2 separate regions of the Sus scrofa genome follow, and region 1 is linked to region 2. A link is a contact called in public HiChIP or PLAC-seq data. All regions are on one chromosome and are shown on one strand. Each heading gives the region's core, a stretch centred on a gene start, on an enhancer-like site or on the middle of the called end of the contact. The rest is flanking DNA. Distances are from core to core; before and after follow the strand shown. Region 1 has its middle 15 kb from the start of ODF1. Region 2 overlaps UBR5 (E3 ubiquitin-protein ligase UBR5).

The links. HiChIP or PLAC-seq counts read pairs in DNA pulled down with a chosen protein or histone mark.
Region 1: an H3K27ac HiChIP or PLAC-seq map of alveolar macrophages shows a contact between it and region 2. The contact joins two enhancer-like sites. A contact is called at or near these places in 2 of 47 Hi-C or Micro-C datasets (embryonic fibroblasts and epiblast stem cells) and 1 of 2 datasets of contacts at active chromatin or transcription factors (alveolar macrophages).

Annotation. Positions count from the first base shown.
Region 1 is chr4:34,533,251-34,537,230 of Sscrofa11.1, forward strand. No RefSeq gene overlaps it. Among named protein-coding and RNA genes, the nearest start is that of ODF1, 15 kb to the left of the region's middle. Within about 2 kb of position 2,386, at least 6 of the 83 cell types and tissues checked have an H3K27ac peak or open chromatin away from gene starts, as enhancers often do. A contact at or near this core is called in alveolar macrophages, where this site is marked.
Region 2 is chr4:34,702,858-34,706,970 of Sscrofa11.1, forward strand. The region is part of intron 5 of UBR5 (E3 ubiquitin-protein ligase UBR5); the gene reads left to right. Among named protein-coding and RNA genes, the nearest start is that of UBR5, 59 kb to the left of the region's middle. Within about 2 kb of position 2,809, at least 2 of the 83 cell types and tissues checked have an H3K27ac peak or open chromatin away from gene starts, as enhancers often do. A contact at or near this core is called in alveolar macrophages, where this site is marked.

The DNA.
Region 1 (3,980 bases), core at 1,136-3,635, 170 kb before region 2:
TTCCCCTGGGCTCAGCTGGTGACAGCAGCAGCAGGAGGGCTTGGGGTCTTTCCTCCAGCTCCTCCACCCTCTCTCTCTCCTCAGTCCGGTCATTTCTCCATCTCCCCCCAACTTCCGGGCTGGCATCTGTCCGCCCTCTTAGTTTCTTGAATTGCTTGCTTTCAATTACCTTCACCTCAGGCCCAGCCCTGCAGGTCCCTGCAGGCTCCATCATCTCCTGGAATTGCTTTACTCTCAAATCTCCACTCTGGAAGTTCTCTCTGGTCACGGTCACTTATCCTCCAGTTCTCTCATTCGCTTAATAAACGCTGACGATTTCTTCAAAAACTTGCAGAGGATTCTGGTCTCTTAACAACCACCCCCTGCCCTCATGCCTCCTGCCCCCAGTCTATGCGTTCTTCCTCACTGCCCCACCTCCCTACCAAGCTGGACTCATTGGAGGGGTGGGAGATGTTCCCAAGGAGAAGGGAGTCGCTGGAGTTCCCGTCGTGGCTCAGTGGTTAACAAATCTGACTAGGAACCAAGAGGTTGCGGGTTCGATCCCTGGCCTTGCTCAGTGGCTTAAGGATCTGGCGTTGCTGTGAGTGTGGTGTAGGTCGCAGGCACGGCTCGGATCCCGCATTGCTATGGCTATGGCATAGCCCGGTGGCTACAGCTCTGATTAGACCCCTAGCCTGGGAACCTCCATATGCCGCAGGAGCGGCCTAAGAAATGGCAAAAAGAAAAAAAATTAAAAATTAAGAAAAAAGAAAGGCTTGATGGATGAAGGGACTGATGGAGAACTGGCAAAGGCTCTAGCTGATGGTGGAGAAGCAGAGGATGGAGCAGCAGGGCTGTGGCGGGCCAGAGTATCTGTCAGGGTCGGAAAGGAACATTCATGCTCCTGGGTGCTGTGACCAGAGGTACCTCAAGCCATTGCCCCAGGTACAGAGCACCCAATGTGACTGTGTTTGGACATTGGGCCTTCCTAAGGTCAAATGAGGTCATACGAGTAGGCCCTAATTCAATCTGCCTGGTATCCTTATAAGAAGTGGAAGAGATGCCAGGGCCATAGCTGTGAGAAAATAAATATCTGTTGTTTCAGGCACTCAGTCTGTGGTATTTTGCAATGAGGACCTGAGCAGACTAAGACATGTGGTTGTGATCCAACCTCCCGTTAGAATAAGTGGCCCGCAGTGGGAGGGTGGTAGATCTCTAACAACTGGCTCTCCAGGGACAAACAACCTGATTTGTAGAATCTGCCAATTCCTGTGGTGTAAAAACTCCCACTGCAGCCAATTTTCAAGCTGTCAGGGTCATGTCACTGATGTCAAGTTGAGAAGAGATGTGAATGCTTGGTTCCCACCAGCCAGGGCCCCGACTGGCTCCGGAGCATCTGTTCATCAGCCAGCCCCACCAGCAAATATTTATAGTGGCTCATTGTGTGGCAGGATCTCAACTGCTTGTTTGTAAGTAAAATGGGATTTTACTAGCTTTCCCTTACTTTCACCACAAACATAAACACACAGGAGCACCCACACGCTCCAGGCTTGAGTTCTTGCAACAGGAAGTGGCTTAAAAATAAAGCAATTCCTGGAGTTCCCGTCGTGGCTCAGTGGTTAACGAATCCGACTAGGAACCATGAGATTGTGGATTCGATCCCTGGCCTTGCTCAGTGAGTTAAGGATCCGACGTTGCTGTGAGCTGTGGTGTAGGTCGCAGATGCAGCTCAGGTCAGCATTGCTGTGGCTGTGCTGTAGGCTGGCGGCTACAGCTCTGATTAGACCCCTAGCCTGGGAACCTCCATGTGCTGTGAAAGGACAAATAAACAAACAAAGAAATAAATAAAGCAGTCCCTGTATTCTGCTGTCTCCCTGCAATTCCTCGTCTTTCGCTCAGAATCTGCCTGACATGTTAATGGAACCATAGGAACAGAGCAGACCATTGACTGCTTTTCTCTCAGGACCAGCCAGCCCTCCCTGAGGACCAGGAGATACTTCACAGGAAATCTGGGATTTGCCTTATCGTTTTCTCCCCACTCCGTCCCAGCTTCACTCGTGCAGATGAGTAGGAAGCCTCTACTTTCTTTCCCATTATTTACCCAACACATTTTCACCTACTTGAGAAAATATGTGCTAATTTTACATCCATCACAGGTTTCACATGTCTCCCCAGAGCAGTTTTTAAACGTACTTGAAATACATAACTGAGCATCATGATTCCTTAGATCCAAATTTGAGTGATTAATTGGATATTTTCCATTCCACTCCAATTCAGGTTGTGCAGAACATTTTATCCCAAGCGCTTCTTCCTCGGCCTTTGGCTGCAGCTAAGGTTGCAGCATCTGCTTGTCCAGATACCAGGGCTGTGGGCAATTTCTCCATTTCCTTTCTCGTGAACGCTAGATTGTCACTGAGTGATTACGAACAGAATTCAGAACGAAAGACCTCCCTTCCCTGACCCGAAGTGCTTAGTTCCTGCTTCCGCTGCAGGCCCCCACCTCCTTAGGAAGTAGGGCTCTGCCTTAGGCAGGCTGCTGGCTTTTTGTTGGAAGCTGGAGCCTGGAGAGGAGAAGCCACGCTGAACCGCCCAGGCGGTGTTCCCTTGCTTTTCCCAGTTACTCTGCCTGTCTCCATCCCCGGGGGTTCCGGCATGGTAATGTTGCTGCAGATACTGCTGAATTTTTTAGGAGGGTCCCCTTTGAATGGGGGACCATCTCGAGGTGTGCTGGAGCAGCCTCCTGCCAGCAGAGAGAGAGCCAACTGTTCGTAACTTTCCATCCAACTTCATGGCCGGTGACATCACATTTGTAGCTTGAAAGAGGCCACAGAGGGAGGATTTGCTCCAGGGAAATCAACAAACATTACGAATCAGGGCTTTTGCTTTCTTTTTTCTCCCCCGAGTACCCACTTATAACACACCACTGGAAATGCCCCTTAAAAAACAACAAACCCTCGCAGGAGCCAGCAGCCTGCGCAATTAGAACCTTCATCTCACCCTCCCCATCATTCTGGAAGTTTCCGGTGCTAAAGGAGAGCAAAACAAGTGTGAATTACACAACCCCGTTAGGAGGTAGAATCGAGGGCGGCAGGATCATGGCTCCCCTGCCCTCTGAGGTCTAGTTTCTCTCTCTTTTTTCGTTTGTCTTTTTGCCTTTTCTAGGGCTGCTCCCATGGCATATGGAGGTTCCCAGGCGAGGCGTCGAATCGGAGCTGTAGTCACTGGCCTACACCACTGCCACAGCAACATGGGATCCAAGCGGTTTCTGCAACCTACACCATAGCTCACGGCAACACTGGATCCTTAACCCACTGAGCAAGGCCAGGGATCGAACCTGCAACCTCATGGTTCCTAGTCAGATTCGTTTCTGCTGTGCCACAATGGGAACTCTGAAATCTATATTTTTAATAAGTTCTCTGGATGGCCCAGGTCCAGACCCTGGATCAGGCTGACGTCTGGGAACCATTACAGAAATATCTGTAGGATGTGATAAATTCATTCGAGTAATAAAAAAAAAAAAAAGAAAGAAAGAAATATCTGTAGGTCTTCCCGGCTCCTGCTCAGCCGCTTCCGAGACTTAGAACCCAGCCAGGGTGAGGCTGCACCTGTTCTGTTTCCCTGGTTGACAGGCAACATCTGGGGACTTCTGACTTCTGCTCTGTCATCCTCCAGCCCACACAACATGGGGAGTCTCGGTGACTTTCCTGATTACCGGGGTCAGGGAGGCTGGCTTTGAGGTGCAAGAGGGGATGACAGATTAACTGCCTCATAAAAAGCTTAATTGCGCGTCATTTTCTCGTTTGTCATTTCCAAAGGAGGCACAGAGGCTGCCAGGTGAGCTCAGGCACTTCCTTCCCTGAGTGACTCCCTGTGACACCCCAACCCAGCACTGATGCTGAGTGGGTGTCCCCACCTCTCAGTGACTCCCAAACTTTAGGAGGCAAATGAATCACCCGGGGAGCTTATTAAAAAGTGCAATTCCGGGCCCCAGCCCAGGTTTC
Region 2 (4,113 bases), core at 1,559-4,058:
ACCAGGTTAAGGGAAGAACACCAACCTTAGAAGAGAGAAAGTTTGTGTTTAATAGGATGTTTAACATGGAAATGTTAGTATCTAAAGTCTCTTTATTCTGTTGTTTTCTTATCACTGGCTTTCATAGATGATAGGTTTAGGTGGCTTTTCGTTATTTTGAGCTCCTGTGTTTCCTTTGGAGTTTAATTTGAGCTAATAGTACAGGATTTGAAATGGAAAAGCCAAGCAGGTCATTGTAATTGTAAACAGCTGAAGCTGGCCCCAGTCAGAAAAGGTGGGTAAGGCGGTAGGTAGGTCACAGGGCTCTGACCAACTAAGTGGATGCCCTGTTTTTAGAGGAGGCAGCTAATCAGTTGATGTTACTTACCGTAGAAAAATACAGGGCCATTGTTGCCCCCTTTTATCTTAGAAGCTCCAAATCTGGTTTTCCTGTGAAATCTCCTGGTTTTGATGTTAGAACTAATTAATGTTTCCATGGAAAGAAATACACACATATACATAGGCACACACATACCAGCCTAATGTGTAAGTATGTTTGTATGCATGTGTCCATGTATATATTCCTTTAAATAAACTTTGTATTTATTTATTTTTTTTTCGTATTTTTAGGGCTGCACCCACGGCATATGGAGGTTCCCAGGCTAGGGGTCTAATCAGAGCTGTAGCTGCCAGCCTATACCACAGCCACAGCAATGCCAGATCCGAGCCTCGTCTGCGACCTACACCACAGCTCATGGCAATGCTGGATCCTTAATCCCCTGAGCGAGGCCAGGGATCGAACCCGCAACCTCAAGGTTCCTAGTTGGATTCATTTCCGCTGCGCTGTAATGGGAACTCCAAAACTTTGTATTTTAGAGCAATTTTTTTTTCTTTTTTTTTTTTTTTTTTGGTCACACCTGTGGCACATGGAAGTTCCCAGGCCAGGGATAAATCTGAGCTGCAGCTGCAACCTGTGCAGCTGTGGCAACACCAGGGCCTCAACCTACTGTGCTGGAGCCGGGGCTTGAACCCACATCTCTACAGAGACCTGAGATGCTGCAGTCAGGTCCTAAACACATGGTACCACAGTGGGAACTCCCTAGAACAGTTTTAGATAACAAAAGAATTACAAAGATAGTACTGAGAACTCCTATATACTTCATACCTAGTTTTTCACTATTTGCATGTAACATTAGCATGGTGCATTTTTAAAATTAATGCATATTGATAAATTATTATCAGCTGAAGGTCAAGGCTGTTCATATTCCCTTATTTTTTTAAGATCCTTATACTGCAGTACATATAGTCATCATTCCTTCTTATGCATCTCTTGACTGACAGTTTCTCAGATTTTTCTTGTTTTTGATGCTGTTTTTTTTTTTTTTTTTTTTAACAAACCAACCAACAAACAAGGTGTATGGACAAGACTTGACCCATGGGCTTTAAGGTTGCAAGGTCTGGATTAATTCCATACTGGGTGTGATTTTTCTCAGTTGATCTGGGTAACTTTTGTGTACCTTGAGTATTTATAATGTGGTCAAATTTTAGGAGTAATTTGATGAGCAAGGTATAGATAATAGAAACTGGTTTTGACATTATTTTTGAGCTTAATATTGAAAATTATATACCTCACCATAATTATAAATAAAAAGGGGATTCCAGTACTGCCTTTTGTGTTTATGACCACTGACGAGCCTCTGTTGGTGTGTACTTAGTCTAGGTAGCAAGGTAGCAAGCTGGTTAGAGGACTGTTAGAGCAGTTGAGGTAGGGACGCTGGTAGGTTGTTTAGATTCTGACACCTGCCCTGCAGGTGTGAGAGAGAAAAACAGGGTAGTCTCCATGGTAGCAGTCAGGTTAATGGGCAAGCCTGAGATATTTTGATCTCTGTCTTTCAGTTAACCTCAGTGGAGGGTTTGTGTAGCAGAGATGGCAAATTGGCACCAGTTGGTGTTTTGATGGATTAATCTAGCAGCTCTTAAAAGAAATGAATGTTTTAGATATTCTTCACTCTTCCTTGTTATCTTGATTTATAAATAAGTAACCTGTCTACTCCTCATGGAGTTTTGAGTTTGTGATACCTGTAAGGTCTGTCAAGAATTGATGTGCATTAGAATAGTATATCTGATCAGGTTCCTAGCATTATTTGCATGGGGGAGGGAGAAATGGTATGCATTTCCTGGTGGAAATATCAAGTATTACTTATATTTATGTTGGTCATATAATTTATTATCCAAACTGGGACATTGTGGAGTGAAATTAATGATTAGTCTCAGACGGTAGGCTGCTTATACTGGAATTATCTTGGGCAAGCTGGGATGTCTAGTCACCCTAATTATATCTTTTTAAAACTCTTTAGTGTACTTCCTCCTGTTTTCAAGTTGAAATAATATATTTAGCTTTTGACCATTCGAAACTTCCACAAAGATAAAGTTCCACTTGACTTAAGTCATTTTGACAATTTATAAGAAATCATGAGCTACAAGTAAGTGTTGATTTAATTTTTGATTTGAATACATATTTATTTTTCACTGATCCTGTATTATTTTCCATTACATAATTGTCACAGTGCAATAACTTGAAAAGAAAAGTCTATTTTCTGGACTATTGCTTTTTGATAACCCATGACTTTTTTTAGTCATGATAAAAAACAAAACACAAAATTTACCTGCTTAACCATTTAAACTGCACATTTCAGTAATACTAAGTATGTTCATGTTGTTGTGAAAGAGATCTCTTTAACTTTTTCACCTTGTAAACCTGAAACGTTAATAAACAGCTCCCTTTACCCTTCTCCCTAGCCCCTGGCAAACCACTGTTTTACTTTCTGTTTCTGGGGGTTTGACTGCTTTAGGTCATTGTGTGTTGGTACATTGTGTATTTGTGCATTGTATATTTGGAGTCCTGCAGTATTTGTCTTTTTGTCATGGCTCATTTCACTTAGCATATTCAGGGTTCATCTGTGTTTGAAGCATGTGTCAGGATTTCCATCCTTTTTAAGGTTGAATAATATTACAATATATGTATATACCCATTTTGTGTGTTCATTCATTCATTCTTTGATGGATATTCAGGTTGCTTCCTCCTCTTGGCTATTGTGAATAATGCTGCTGTGAACATGAGTATGCAAATATCTCTTTGGGACTCTGCTTTCAGTTCCTTTGGATAGATACCCAGAAGTATGATTGCTGAGTCATATATGGTGGTTCTGTTTTTAATTTTTGAGGAAACTTCATACTGTTTTTCATAGCACTGCACTATTTTACAATGTAAAGAACAGTTCATATGAATTCCAATTTCTGTTCATCCTTGTCAACACTTGTAATTTTTCTTTTTTTTTTTTTCGTTGATGGTAGCCATTCTGTTGGGTGTGAGGTGATATATTATTGCAGTTTTGATTTGCATTTCTCTCAAGATAAGTGATCTTTATTTGGTCACTTGTGTATTAACTTTGGAGAAATGTCTGTTCATATTTTTTGCCTCCTTTTAAATCAGGTTATTTGATGTTATTGAGTGTAGGAGCTCTTTATATATTTTGAATAGTAACCTCTTATTAGATATATAATCTGCAAATGTTTTCTTCTGTTCTGTAGATTGCCTCCTCTTTGATTGTGTCCTTTGAGGAACAAAATCCATTAGGATTTTGATAGGGATTGTGATGAATCTGTGGATTGCTTTGAGCAGTGTGGACATCTTAACAATATTAAGTCTTCTGATCCGTGAACATGGGTGTCTTTCCATTTATTTGTTGTGTCTTTACATGTCTGAATTTTACTTTTTTTGTTACAGAAAAGTAGTTATGTGGTAGTTATGTGGGATAGGTTTTTCATGCAAAGGTGAGATGAGTTCTGTAACTCATTTTAGGCTTGTGAGTAGAAATGCTTGGTATGTGGTTCTTTTAAAAATTATTTTAGGATTTCCTGTTGTGGCTCAGTGTTAACCAACCTGACTAGTATCTATGAGGATGCGGGTTCGATCCCTGGCATCACTCAGTGGCTTACAGACTTGGCATTGCTGTGACTGTGGTGTAGGGCCTGCAGCTGCAGCTATAGCTCTGGTTCGACCCGGAGCCTGGGAACCTCTGTATGTCGTGGATATGGCCCTAAAAAGACAAAAAAGAGAAAAGTAAATAAGTA